2 separate regions of the Gasterosteus aculeatus genome follow, and region 1 is linked to region 2. The links are chromatin contacts, called in public Hi-C maps. All regions are on one chromosome and are shown on one strand. Each heading gives the region's core, a stretch centred on a gene start, on an enhancer-like site or on the middle of the called end of the contact. The rest is flanking DNA. Distances are from core to core; before and after follow the strand shown. Region 1 overlaps rapgef2b (Rap guanine nucleotide exchange factor 2b). Region 2 overlaps rapgef2b (Rap guanine nucleotide exchange factor 2b).

Region 1 (6,125 bases), core at 1,804-4,303, 40 kb after region 2:
AGGTGACGTACCCGGAGGGCCGGACCGAGATCCTGTGTATGGGGAACAGCTTTGGCGTGTCACCAACCATGGAGAAGGAATACATGAAGGGCGTGATGAAGACGAAGGTGGACGACTGCCAGGTGGGCTCTTGTGGGAGTGTCATGGTCTCGGGGCTAGCAGGTCCACTTTCTATCCTATTAACTCCCACTGTGACTGCAGGCAGACAGTAAGTTGCAGAAGTTAAATGTGAGAAATAGCCTTTTTCCAAAGAGAATCGTAGAGGGCAACATCCTATTTATTGCATATTATGTGTTTAATGGGAATAAAGAACCGAATACACTTTCATCCTCATGAGTTAAATGTTGCTCTTAATGAGTGAAATCTGTGTTTTCATGTAAGATCTGTACTTTAGTAGCTTTTCCTTTTGTCTATTTGATTTTCAATCTACTTTGATGTCTCCAACAGGTCAATATTTATAGTTTTTTTCTTATTCACAGGATTGTCGTTGATGTTTAAAATGCATGTTAGTGTGTCCAAGTTAGTTAGTGAGTCGAACTAACTCTTTCATTCATCCGGTCTCGTCCAGTTTGTGTGCATAGCCCAGCAGGACTACTGCTGCATCCTCAACCAGGTGGAGAAGAACATGCAGAAGGTCGAGGAGGAGGGCGAGATCGTCATGGTGAAGGAGCACCGTGAACTGGACCGCACCGGCACCCGCAAAGGACACATCGTCATCAAGGTGACGAGTCCGTCCACGTTTTCCCCTCAAAGTCTCAAGGGCTCCAAAGAGACTGCATTTCAAACGCCAACGATGTTAACCCGCAGGGCACGTCGGAGCGTCTCACCATGCACCTGGTGGAGGAGCACTCGGTGGTGGACCCCACCTACATCGAGGACTTCCTCTTGACCTACAGGACGTTCCTCTCCAGCCCCATGGTCGTGGGCAAGAAGCTCCTGGAGTGGTTCCACGACCCCAGTCTCAGGGACAAGGTACGCGTGTAGGAGCTGCGTGTCTTTGCACCCAAACACGCCACGGCCGCCGTGAAACTGTGCGCTGACCCCTGCTGATCATGTGATCTCCTCCAGGTTACGCGGGTGGTCTTGCTGTGGGTAAACAATCACTTCAACGACTTCGAGGGCGACTCCGCCATGACTCGCTTTCTGGAAGAGTTTGAAAACAATCTGGAAAAAGAAGTAAGTCGATCGGGTCGCCGAGGGGTTCGTCCGTGGATCCATTCAAATTGACTTATTTCCCTTCCCTCGCGTCCGCGCCGTTCGCGGGTTTTTTTTTTCTCCCCCGCAGAAAATGTGCGGCCACCTCCGACTGTTAAACATAGCGTGCGCCGCCAAAGCCAAGCCGCGGCTGGTGACGCTGACCAAGCCGTCCAGGGACTCGCCGCTGGCCTTCAGCCTCCTCGGGGGGCAGGAGAAGGGCTTCCGCATCTTCCTCGACGCCGTGGAGCCCGGCAGCAAGGCGGCGGAGGTCGGCCTTAAGCGCGGCGACCAGGTGAGGCGGCTTCCGTTTTCTACTTTCAGACGGCACGCATTGTTACGGTTGTGCTTCCTCTTCAACTGTCGAGAGTGAAACTTTACTCGCTGTGACTTTTTAAAGTCTTAAATTAAACTTGCCAGTAGCTTCGCCGCAGGGCTCAGCCGCCCCCCCTCCTCCTCCCCCCGTCTTGACTTTTTCCCCGCGACTTGACTTCCAACCCGTTTTCACACTCTGCAGTCCTCCGTGTTTAACGCAAAGTCCCTTAATCCCTGAAGCCATCTTGAGAGTGTCGGGATGCCAGTTAAGCCCTCTCGACTCCAAACATCCCCCGCAGCTGTTTCCCCCCCGAGAAGGAAGCGGAGAAGCTGGCATCCTCGCCGCGTTCACTCTCTCAAACCTCGTCACACCTTCCCCCCCCCCCCCCCCCCCTTTTTTTAACGACTTCCGTCAGGACCGTCGTTCGCGCGGGACATTTCATCTCAAAGCGTTTTGTCCTCGGGCCACTAGAGATTAGCGCATTAAACTCACCAGCAACGTCTCGGGAATCACTGCCGAGTTTAAAAGAGACATTTGGGCTTCACACCGGCAGAGGACCGCCCTCGTCACGCTCCAAGGCCGCTTCCTCTTCCACTAAAGAGGAAGCGGCAAAGGTCGCTGTGCAGATTACATTAACGAGCAAATACGCGGCCCGGGCGTCGAGGTCGAGCTGTGACAAGGACCTCGTTGGTGTCAAAGACGTGTGGACTAAATGTCACGATGTGTAACACGCCAGATGTTGCACCTCTGTTCAACGGATAGAATCTGTCATGCAGAGATTATTAACTGTGTTCACGGCTCTTGAACTGATCCAATATGGCCGACCGTTTGCCGGCTGTCCGGTGGAGCATCTCGGCTCTTAATCCGTGTGCGTTCCTTCTTAGACTTGGTGGTTCTTTGTTCTGTTTCTTTACGCAGATTTTGGAGGTCAATGGGCAGAACTTTGAGAATGTCCAGCTCATCAAAGCCAACGAGATTCTGAAGAACAACACCCACTTGTCCATAACTGTGAAAACAAACCTTTTAGGTAAAGTTTCAACCTATTTATGAGAACGTCTGCCTCTGAATTAAAAGGGAACTGGTGTATTAAACCAATATTCCCACTTTCCAAACGTCCCTCTCCTCCCTCCTGGCGTCCAGTGTTTAAAGAGCTGCTAACCAGGCCAGAACAGGACCACGACGCGGACGGCGAGGAGGAACATGACCGGAAGAACGGCGCTCCCCACCTCCCGAAGATCGGCGACATCAAGAAGGCCAGCCGCTACTCCATCCCCGACCTGGCGGTGGACGTGGAGCAGGTGATGGGCCTGGAGAAGGCCAGCAAGAAAGCCAAGAGCAACTCGGTGGGAGGACGCAACAAGCTGAAGAAGATCTTCGACAAGACGCTCACCAGCATCCTGCCGCCGAAACCATACAAGTAATAAACCTTGGTCCCCGTCGTTCAACCAAATTCAGCTTTCAGAATGCTGTCATCGCCCAAACAAACGTCGCCCCCTGCCTTTGGTGGAGAGACCTGCTGTCTCACCCCTCTGCGCTCCCCTCTTGTTCCCATAGCGACGTTTGCGTGGGCCAATCGCAGGACGACAGCATCGTGGGGATGAAGCAGTCCAAACAGATCGCGCCGGCGCTGCCCGTCAGTGGGAACCTCTCGTCGTCCAACCCGGACCTCCTGCAGTCTCACCACCGCATCCTGGACTTCAACAACCAGCCGGGTGCGTAGTTTGTTCTTTTATTGACCTTTATTGCCAGTTTTAGAGTTTGCAGCAGTTGGAACCTTCTGACACCCTCGATGGGCTCGTCTCTTACTTTTAGAAAGTCCATATTTCAATTAAGAGTAAGTGATTCAAGCGCTTCATTTCAGGGGCTAATCTGAATAAAGTCCTAAATCATATTGTATGTTTTATTGGGTAAATGTTTTTGGTTTAGGAGGTCAGACATGAACTTAATTGAGACGGCGTTTCGTGTCTCTTTGTTATTAATGCGTAATTGACGGTTTCGGGGGGGAAAGAATTAAACGCCACATGAATCCCATTGATTAACCATTCTGTGACTCCTTCGCTGTAAAGACGTCATGCCCCCCGACCGCAAATCAATGACGCAACCATAAATAAACGGTAGGAGTAAAGGCATAATCCAAAGGTATACATATGGCCTCGATCTCCATTAACTTCCGTCCCCCACATGTGGTTTGTGTTCTTCCAGTGCCACTCGTACCCAGTGAGTATCTTCCTCTCTTTGACTCTAATCAGACTTCAATCAGCTGCTGTACCTTTAATTCTTCACATTAAGTAAAGCTAACAGCGTTGCTCTGACTGCTGATTGTTAGTTTGAGGGCACGTGGGTATTGATTTTTTTTTTTTCTCGTTTCAATGGACGGTGATCTAATCGGTGCTGTTGTGTTTCTGATGAATGGTGGGAAATGAACGCTTAAGGGCGGCGACAGAGCGATGCTTTGGTGATGGTTCTTTGTGCATCTTGGGGGACAAAGGGCAAATAAAATAACTGTATCTGCAATGACGAGACCCATAAGAGCCATGAATGCTCACTCTGTTCCGCTCGTCCACAGATATGTCGGATCAGGTGTTGCGAGTCTTCAAGGCGGACCAACAGTCTCGGTACATCATGATCGGGAAGGACACAACGGCGAAGGAGGTGGTGGCTCAGGCCATCAGGGAGTTCGCCCTGACCGCGGCGCCGGAGGCCTATTCGCTGTGTGAGGTGTCCGTCACGCCGGAGGGCGTCATCAAGCAGAGGCGGCTACCGGACCAGCTGTCCAAACTAGCCGACAGGATTCAGCTGAGTGGGAGGTCATTTGCCCCTTAAACCTACTTTTTGTTGTCCTCTCCTTAAAATGTTGATGTTTTGCAACATCATTGTGCTGCCAATTCTACCAGGACTGTTATGTAAAACAATGAAGGGTCGAGTAAAAATACAATTTGGCTGCGATTTACTGTTTCTTTGTATTCGCAAAGTGACCTTAATTGTTTATTTAGTCTAGAAAGTGTGATTGGAGCCAGTCCCATTTACAATGAGGTGGAACGTTCATATTCCGTGTGTCACCCGGCTGACACTAAAAAACATTTAATTTAGAATCATGGCGCAAAGAGAAGTGAAGCCCAGCGTGATCTGTGCCTCATCCGAGCGCCTTCTCCCCTTTCTGCAGATACTACTTGAAGAGCAACATGGAGACGGAGACGTTGTGTTCCGATGACGACGCCCAGGACCTCCTGCGCGAGGGCCAGATCTCCTTGTTGCAGCTCAGCACGGTGGAGGTGGCCACGCAGCTCTCCATGCGGGCCTTCGAACTCTTCTGCGCCATCGAGCCCACCGAGTACATCGACGACCTGTTCAAGCACCGCTCCAAGGCCGGCTCGGCCAGCCTCAAGCGCTTCGAGGAGGCCATCAACGACGAGACCTTCTGGGTGGCCACGGAGGTGACGCGGGAGCCCAACCAGATCAAGCGCATGAAGACCGTCAAGCACTTCATCAAGATCGCACTGCACTGCCGCGAGTGCAAGAACTTCAACTCCATGTTCGCCATCATCAGGTGAGGGCAAATGGCGGAACGCCTCGGCGCGCCTCGGGACACTTTTTCCCCACACGTGCCATGTTTCACACGTGTCCTCCTCCTCCTCCTCCTAGTGGTCTGAATCTGGCTCCAGTCTCCAGGCTGAGGGGAACGTGGGAGAAGCTACCCAGCAAGTACGAGAAGCTGTTCGGGGACCTGCAGGACCTCTTCGACCCTTCCAGAAATATGGCCAAGTACAGGAACGTGCTCAACAATCAGAACCTGCAGCCCCCGATCATCCCCCTGTTCCCCGTCATCAAGAAGGACCTCACCTTCCTCCATGAAGGTACGGGATGATTGAGAAACGGCCCCACGTCTGATGAGGTCCGTTTGTGCTGGGGGATTATAAAAAGCGGTGCCCTGAAGTTGAGCGAGACGGTCACACAGATTTTTGCCCGTTTATGTTAAATGATGTCACCCAGAATTGGTTAGCACTGACTCTTTTGCATTTGGAAGTGAGAGTACATAAAAACTAAATAATATCTTCGCTATATCTAATTGCATCCATTAGGAGGCAGTTAATGCTGCTACGCTTTGCTTATCTTCTTTTGAGGAAATAAAATATCAGGCTGTCACAAGTTAGCGTTGTCATTTCTTCAGTTTGATGACTTCTGTACTTACTTTCCCGGAAAGTGAAGCAATCATTGCTGATGTTTACACGGTGTAACAAAACCTAATGTGAGAGTCAACGCATGTTCGCTTTGCGTCGTCCCTCATTTCTCAGGCAACGACTCCAAAGTGGACGGCTTGGTGAACTTTGAGAAGCTGAGGATGATTGCCAAAGAAATCCGCCACGTCGGTCGCATGGCCTCCGTCAACATGGACCCGGCCCTCATGTTCAGGACCCGGTAAGGCGCCTCTCGAAAGACCGAGCCAGACTCCACATCGAAAACGTCCTCGTGGGACCGGTCGGCCGGTTCGACGTCGATTCACCGACGGTTTCTGCATCACGCTTTTTCCCCCTCGAGCAGCTGTTCCCTCTGGCACCCGTTTCCCTAGTTCACATTGTTGGCTTAAGATGTGCACAGTGCTCCTGTGAAAGTGTGT
Region 2 (6,002 bases), core at 3,436-5,935:
GCGTAGACAACACGACCTTTCTGCCCTTGAGCAGCGGCCGCGTGACTCCCGGCGGTCCGCTCAGCTCGTTAAGCGGCTCCGCGCCGCTGACCTCCTTGTAGCTCCGCCCCCGTCGCTCCCCTGACATTGTTGCTCAGTCTGTGATGCGGCCATATGCTCTTTGTCACACGCAGACAATGATGAGGCTGGCATTTCATTTTATGCAGCGCTGCATTAAAGTCCAGCGCGGAGGTTCTAGAGAAAGAAAGAAAGGATTGTGTTGACTTTCAAATGTTATTTTATGGAAATGATTTTTAGCTGTTTCGCTAATGAACCTCAGAGGCCGTGTGCTTTGATGTACTGTCATGTAAATTATGGACGGAACTGGCAATTATATTCCCCATGGTTTCATCTTCGACATATGACACATCAGAAAATGGTGATTGCACAATTTCCTGCACCCTGAGGTGACTTCAGATGTCTTTATTCCTCCAGTCGACACCCCAAAATAAGACCCCTTAATGTAAATGAGTCCCTCGGCATGAAAAAGCCCAGTTCTGCTTGATGACAAACTTGATTTAGTCGACTAACCAATAAATGACACATCGTTGTAGAAAAAGTAATTTATGAGGCGGAGGGATTTCTAATTAAAGTCTCTAAACGTGTTTTCTTAATGAAGCTTTAAATTGATCATTTTCTGTAAGTGGTCAGCTTTTTTTGTCCAATGTGACTGTTTTCTAGTGGGTTGTGAGTCTGGTTGTCGCTTTGTTTTCAATCCAGAAAGCACTTTGCAGATTGTTAGATGGTGAAACTCGGTTGCTTCCCTCGTGTCCCGGCGGGCCCCCACATGCAGGGTGCCAGTAGTAGTCTTTAGTGTGTGTGTGTGTGTGTGTGTGTGTGTGTGTCATCTGAGGAATGCAAGCCCGTCACATAAGACGGCCCCCGCGCTGTCACGGTAACGGGACCCGGGAAGGCCGAGGGGTCGCCGGCGTAGGAAAGGCAAACCTTTTGAGAAGGTCTGAACTGGATCGCGGCCCGGTGTCAGGCGACGGATGAGCGGACACACATTCAGCCCGGTTACAGGAGGCTCGCCGTCAATTCAATAGGAAAAAAAAAGTCAATTCGCTTTAAAACTACACGTTGTGAATGGGACGGTACATCTAAGAAATCCATTCGTTGTGGAGCCACAGTTCACAGGGTGAGTGCAAAGCGCCCCCCCCCCCCCCCCCCCCCCCTCCCCCCCTCGCAGTGACAAGTGAGCAATTGTTATAAAACTAGGTCGTCCTCTCTCCCAAATTGAGGGGGGCGGTGATTACTTTGCGCGTTTCCCAGCTATTATTGGAAAAAACAGAAGGACAACAAAGTGGCGTGATCACGGCCGTGCGCGTCTTGGACGCCGGCGGCGGCGTAACGAGCCCGCCGGTGGAGCCGCGTGCAGTCTGACTGCCGCATGTTTAATTGATACGATACCCGATGCAGTCATTTGACCCCTAAACATCGAGGGAATTGGTGATTTCACAAACACAAACGTGTGGATGACGACGAGATGCGGGACCCGTGAAATGATTCAGCAGCCGTGACTTAAGCCGCTCAAGTTGCTTCTTCACCTGGCTTCCATGCCGGGCGTGAGGTCCTCCGACGCGAGATGACGCCCTGCTCACGCAGATTGGAAACGCCGCTGATCCCTCGGCCCGGTCGGGAGGGAACGGACCTGTAATCACCGGAAGGAAGGATGTTCTCGGCGGTCGGATGAGCGGGCGTTGATTTCCTCCGACTCAGCCCGTGGGCGTCTGGCTTTAACTAACACTTAAACTAGGCCCTGACACTTAATCGCTCTTTCCTGTGATGAATAACAATAAAGCCCCATGATGCATCAGTCCCCCGACGCACGCCCCGACACCGCAGCCTCTCTGGCCAAACTACCATTTGTGGATCATTCCAATAAGACAATGTGGAGATATTGGTGTGTGTGGTCATCAATCTGCTTGGGTCATCAGTGATGTGCCCCCCCCCCTCCGCTCCCTGCAGTGTCCCATTGTGTCAGAGCGCTTTGCATACCGGCTCTTTGATGTTTCTGCACGGTGGGTGATGGATGCACGCAGAGGTCGGCTATCTGCTCTCAGCCAGGGTGAAGTGGGAATGAAAGGAGGATTGAGCATGGGGGGGGGGGGAGCTAACGGACACTGTGGTGTACAGAGATAAAGGAAAGCAGAGGCACTTCTCAGCCGCGTTAAAGGGCAAATAAGCGGAACAAACATTGGATTAAAGCAGCAGCTACCTTTTTGATAATGTACTAATCACATTGAAAGCCCATTTTCCTGTATTTTCCACTTTCTTTTTTCACTATTTTGACGATAGAAAACGAACCCATCGAAGAATATTGGCACTATTTGTTTTTTGAGGCTCTTTAAAGATCAATCGGGGAGAAACCTTTACAACAAACACAAAATGATGCCGTGTATTTTTGAGCTGCAACATACAGAAGATGATTGACTGGTAGATGGAACCTGGCTTATTTTTTTAAAATATCAATTTTGATTGCTTTTCCTTCCATGTCGTCGACCAACCGATTACCGGATTAATCCAGGAAATAATCGCCATAGTCGAGTATGGCCGCCGATGAAAGCGCACATACCTGCAGCCTAATTTATGCCAACGGCCAGCTGACATTTTGAATGTATTATCAAACCGTTGGTAGGAGGCAGCGTCATATCCTTTTTTTTTTTTTTAAATCACTTAAGGTCACTGATGGTGTCTCAATGCTCGGATCTGTTACCGCGTGAAGTGTCAGTGGAGGAGACAAAGCGAAAACATCACAACTTCCGTAGCCTCCCTAACCCCGGGGGAGGTTTATCTCTCGTGTCGATGTCACGAAGCCGGCATGCGAGGAATGTCATCGGTAGTCCGGCGCCAGCAGCTTTGTGTCCGCCAGGGTTTTTGTTGAGAACGGCATCTCTGCTTGTTTTTTTCCCTCCTCGGGAGGCCACCTGTGTTCCCGGAAGGATAACGTGGTTCAGATAAGGAAGGAGGCGGGATTAGATGGTGTCACCTGTGCAGCCCTGGTCAGGTGGTGGTGGTGGTGGTGTTGTTGTTAATGGACAAGGCTTATTCTTTATTCAGCACGCAATGAGCAGACCTTAGAGCTTAATGCAGCGTGTCCTTGTTTACTTTCTGATCCTGATTCTGTGCTTGGATGCTGTTCTTCTTTTAGCAAAAAGAAGTGTTGAAGATGAAAGCGTAGATCAACAAGAACAAAAGAGAATAATTTAAGTACATGGAAGGTCTTTTTGGTTTTGGGCTTTTAAATTGTTTTGAAATAAACAAAGGAATTGCCTTGTGGGGGAAAAATAGCAGCGTCTGTTGAAAGCGTGTCGGTTGTGTTGGGATTTGTCCTAAAACCGTCTCGTCTCCTGTGCGCTTTGTGGTTATTGTGTTTGGCGCCGTCTGAAAGGAGGCCGCAGAGAAAAAGGGAAATGTAGCGGAAAAAAAGATGGGCTCCTTTGCATTCTTTCCGTACAGTCAATCTGAAATATTTGAGACTGAAGCCATAATTGATGGTTCTGCATAGTTCTTCCTGTGAGGCTGCGTTTGAGTGGCGCTGTTTTATTCACGGAGGGGGAATACTGCCCCCCAGTGGTGACCTTGTGCCAGTGGTATTCATTCATTCCTTGCGTCTTCTCCGTCCACAGATCACTTTTATGGATGTATGTGGTCATATACATGCGGTTTCCTTCTCAGGGAAATGGTACATTGAAAGTTTTGATGAGGTTTGGGTCGGAGGTTCAACAATGAAAAATGATCTTGTCATAATACTCTGACAAAGACAAATGTTTGGTATTATCCTAATAATCTTCCATGTATCTTAATACAACTCTCAAATGGCACCAAAACATAATGTAAAAACGTGACATCACATGTTGTGCCCCCATAATTAAAAAGCTACAGCCATAAAAATGGTGGGAAGGACACAAAAGTCACTTTCATGTCTTCGGATTGCTTGTTTAATCTGACCAATACAAAAGTAAAAGCCAGTGGATTTCTGGCACCTTTTCATTTTAATCAATTGATTTACTGATTAATCAGTAGCAGGGCATTTTCCTGCTAATTTCTAAGTAAATTAATAATCAATTAAATACCAGCCATTAACCCATATTGTCCCCTGTTTGTTTCTTCGGGTAATTGCTTGCTGTCCTATAGTTTGCATTTGTTTTAGAACCCTTAATATGAATTATTTATTTTTTGCATCGGCATGAGCTCAATATCCAAAATGTTCCCGGTGGGCCCGAGGCTGTGATTCCTCATCCGGCCAGTAGGTGGCAGTGTGTGTCTGAGCATCGCCTCCACTGAACAGGTGCTCCTGTGACCACTGACATCTGGAACATCAGGATTCGGTTAGTGGGGATGCGTCACATTTTGACAACACCGAGCAGACTTTCATTCCGTTGTGGTTTATTACAGTTTGCTTCATGGCTGTTAGAATGCGGTTTAGCTTTTATGTGCTGTCTTTGACGTTTATAATAATCACTTTTGATCAGACTGACTTTTAGTGAAATGCTGCAGTTTGTATCTAATACCCTAGTTAGTGTGAGTCCATCCTGTCATTCAGCCAATTTCCCACTAAAGTATCAAGGTGGGGCCTCATGTGTGCGTCCGTAGGATCTCAACACCGTCTCCGTTGTCCCTCTGCTGCGCCGCTGCCACCGACCGAGGCGCCCCAGTGGCTGCAGCCGGCATCGCCACACACACACACACAGAGGCAGTGGGTACCAGCAGACAGTGGAGGAGCTGTCTGGCAGCTCAGAGAGCCACTTTGTTTCACCTCTGACTGTGATTGCGAGTCGCTCACTGGCTCGCTTGATGGAGGAAGTGAATGGGCAGTTCATAGCTCACAGTGTAGTTACTTCTTTTTGTTACATTAGTCTTTCTCGAGGTGCTTTATGGCTTTCTGACCCGGCGCTCGGACACATAAATCAATGTTGGCGCGTGTGAGAGGTTCTCTGAATGAATGAATGAATAATCCGTGTCTGCGTCTAACCCCACTTGTCCTTTGTCCCTCAGGACCTGGAGATCGTCTACTCGTACCTCCACGGCATGGAGGCCTTGTCCAACCTGCGAGAGCACCAGCTGAGGTCAGTGTCTGCACCAGCTACTCTGGTCACATGACCTGGAGCTCCAGAAGTCACACGAGTCTCAAAATGCTCTTCCATGAATGCCTTTGGGTTTCGGTCAAAACAAAAAGTGATGGCCGTGATTCTCTTTCTAAAACTAAAGTAATAATTAGTTTCAGCCCCGATTTTTACTTTCATTTAAAATAGTTCATTTTCAGTGGCCCATATTGATAACAACAAAAAAGCAAAGCTTCACTGTGTTGAAAGGTCTCCAAACGGCGCATGTCACAGGTCTGTTCCCAGCATGCCTTGTGTGCAGACATGTGGATCGCTCTGGCAACGGAACAATGTGGCAGTACACGACCCGCGAGCTGGAACATTCCACTGTGTGTGGCCCCCCCCCCCCTCCGCTGTGTGGACCCTGAGGAATGTCCCCGTGGTCCCACAGTGAGGTCCTCCACGGTCAGCTTTCATTTTCCCATCCTTAGAGAAGCAGCATTCCCAGCCCTCCCACTGACGATGGGATTACGGAATAGATCTTTTCTTTGCTCCACCTTTCATCTGTTTTCCCTGCGTCGCTCTTTTTTTTTTTTCTTTTTTAACAGCAACTTGTTTTTTTAGAGGCGGAATTGTTTTGTTTTTTTCTGCCGATGTGCAGCGGCTGCAGAACAATCTCCCCCCACCCGGCTGTTTTTTGAAGCCCTTTGTGTTTTGATCAGCTTGTGTTCACTACGGCTGCCTGTCTGCACAGTTGAGGCGCAGTTGTCTTCTCTGGGGGCGTTTTTTTGTGGAGGACTTTCTATTGTGTTACGTTGTGTGTTGTGTATCTGCAATTTTAACAATGTGAACACCATTTACCCCCCAAAAAGCATAACATAGGATTAAACCATCTGTTTACTACTGATAATACTTTGA

The links. A called contact is a pair of places that touch in the nucleus more often than the background predicts.
Region 1: a Hi-C map of whole body shows a contact between it and region 2, with 4 times the contacts expected there. The contact joins two enhancer-like sites. A contact is called at or near these places in 5 of 6 Hi-C or Micro-C datasets (liver, skeletal muscle, tail fin and 1 more).

The regions. Positions count from the first base shown.
Region 1 is chr4:2,523,833-2,529,957 of fGasAcu3.hap1.1, forward strand. rapgef2b (Rap guanine nucleotide exchange factor 2b) reads left to right here. Exons shown (of 29, transcript XR_013467536.1): 9 at 1-122; 10 at 569-721; 11 at 808-972; 12 at 1,069-1,176; 13 at 1,286-1,489; 14 at 2,429-2,537; 15 at 2,651-2,927; 16 at 3,065-3,222; 17 at 3,713-3,727; 18 at 4,077-4,317; 19 at 4,674-5,057; 20 at 5,153-5,364; 21 at 5,803-5,926. Among protein-coding and RNA genes, the nearest start is that of rapgef2b, 58 kb to the left of the region's middle. Within about 2 kb of position 3,054, at least 1 of the 9 cell types and tissues checked has open chromatin away from gene starts, as enhancers often do.
Region 2 is chr4:2,481,741-2,487,742 of fGasAcu3.hap1.1, forward strand. It overlaps rapgef2b (Rap guanine nucleotide exchange factor 2b), which reads left to right. Exons shown (of 29, transcript XR_013467536.1): 2 at 5,038-5,108. Among protein-coding and RNA genes, the nearest start is that of rapgef2b, 16 kb to the left of the region's middle. Within about 2 kb of position 4,686, at least 6 of the 9 cell types and tissues checked have open chromatin away from gene starts, as enhancers often do.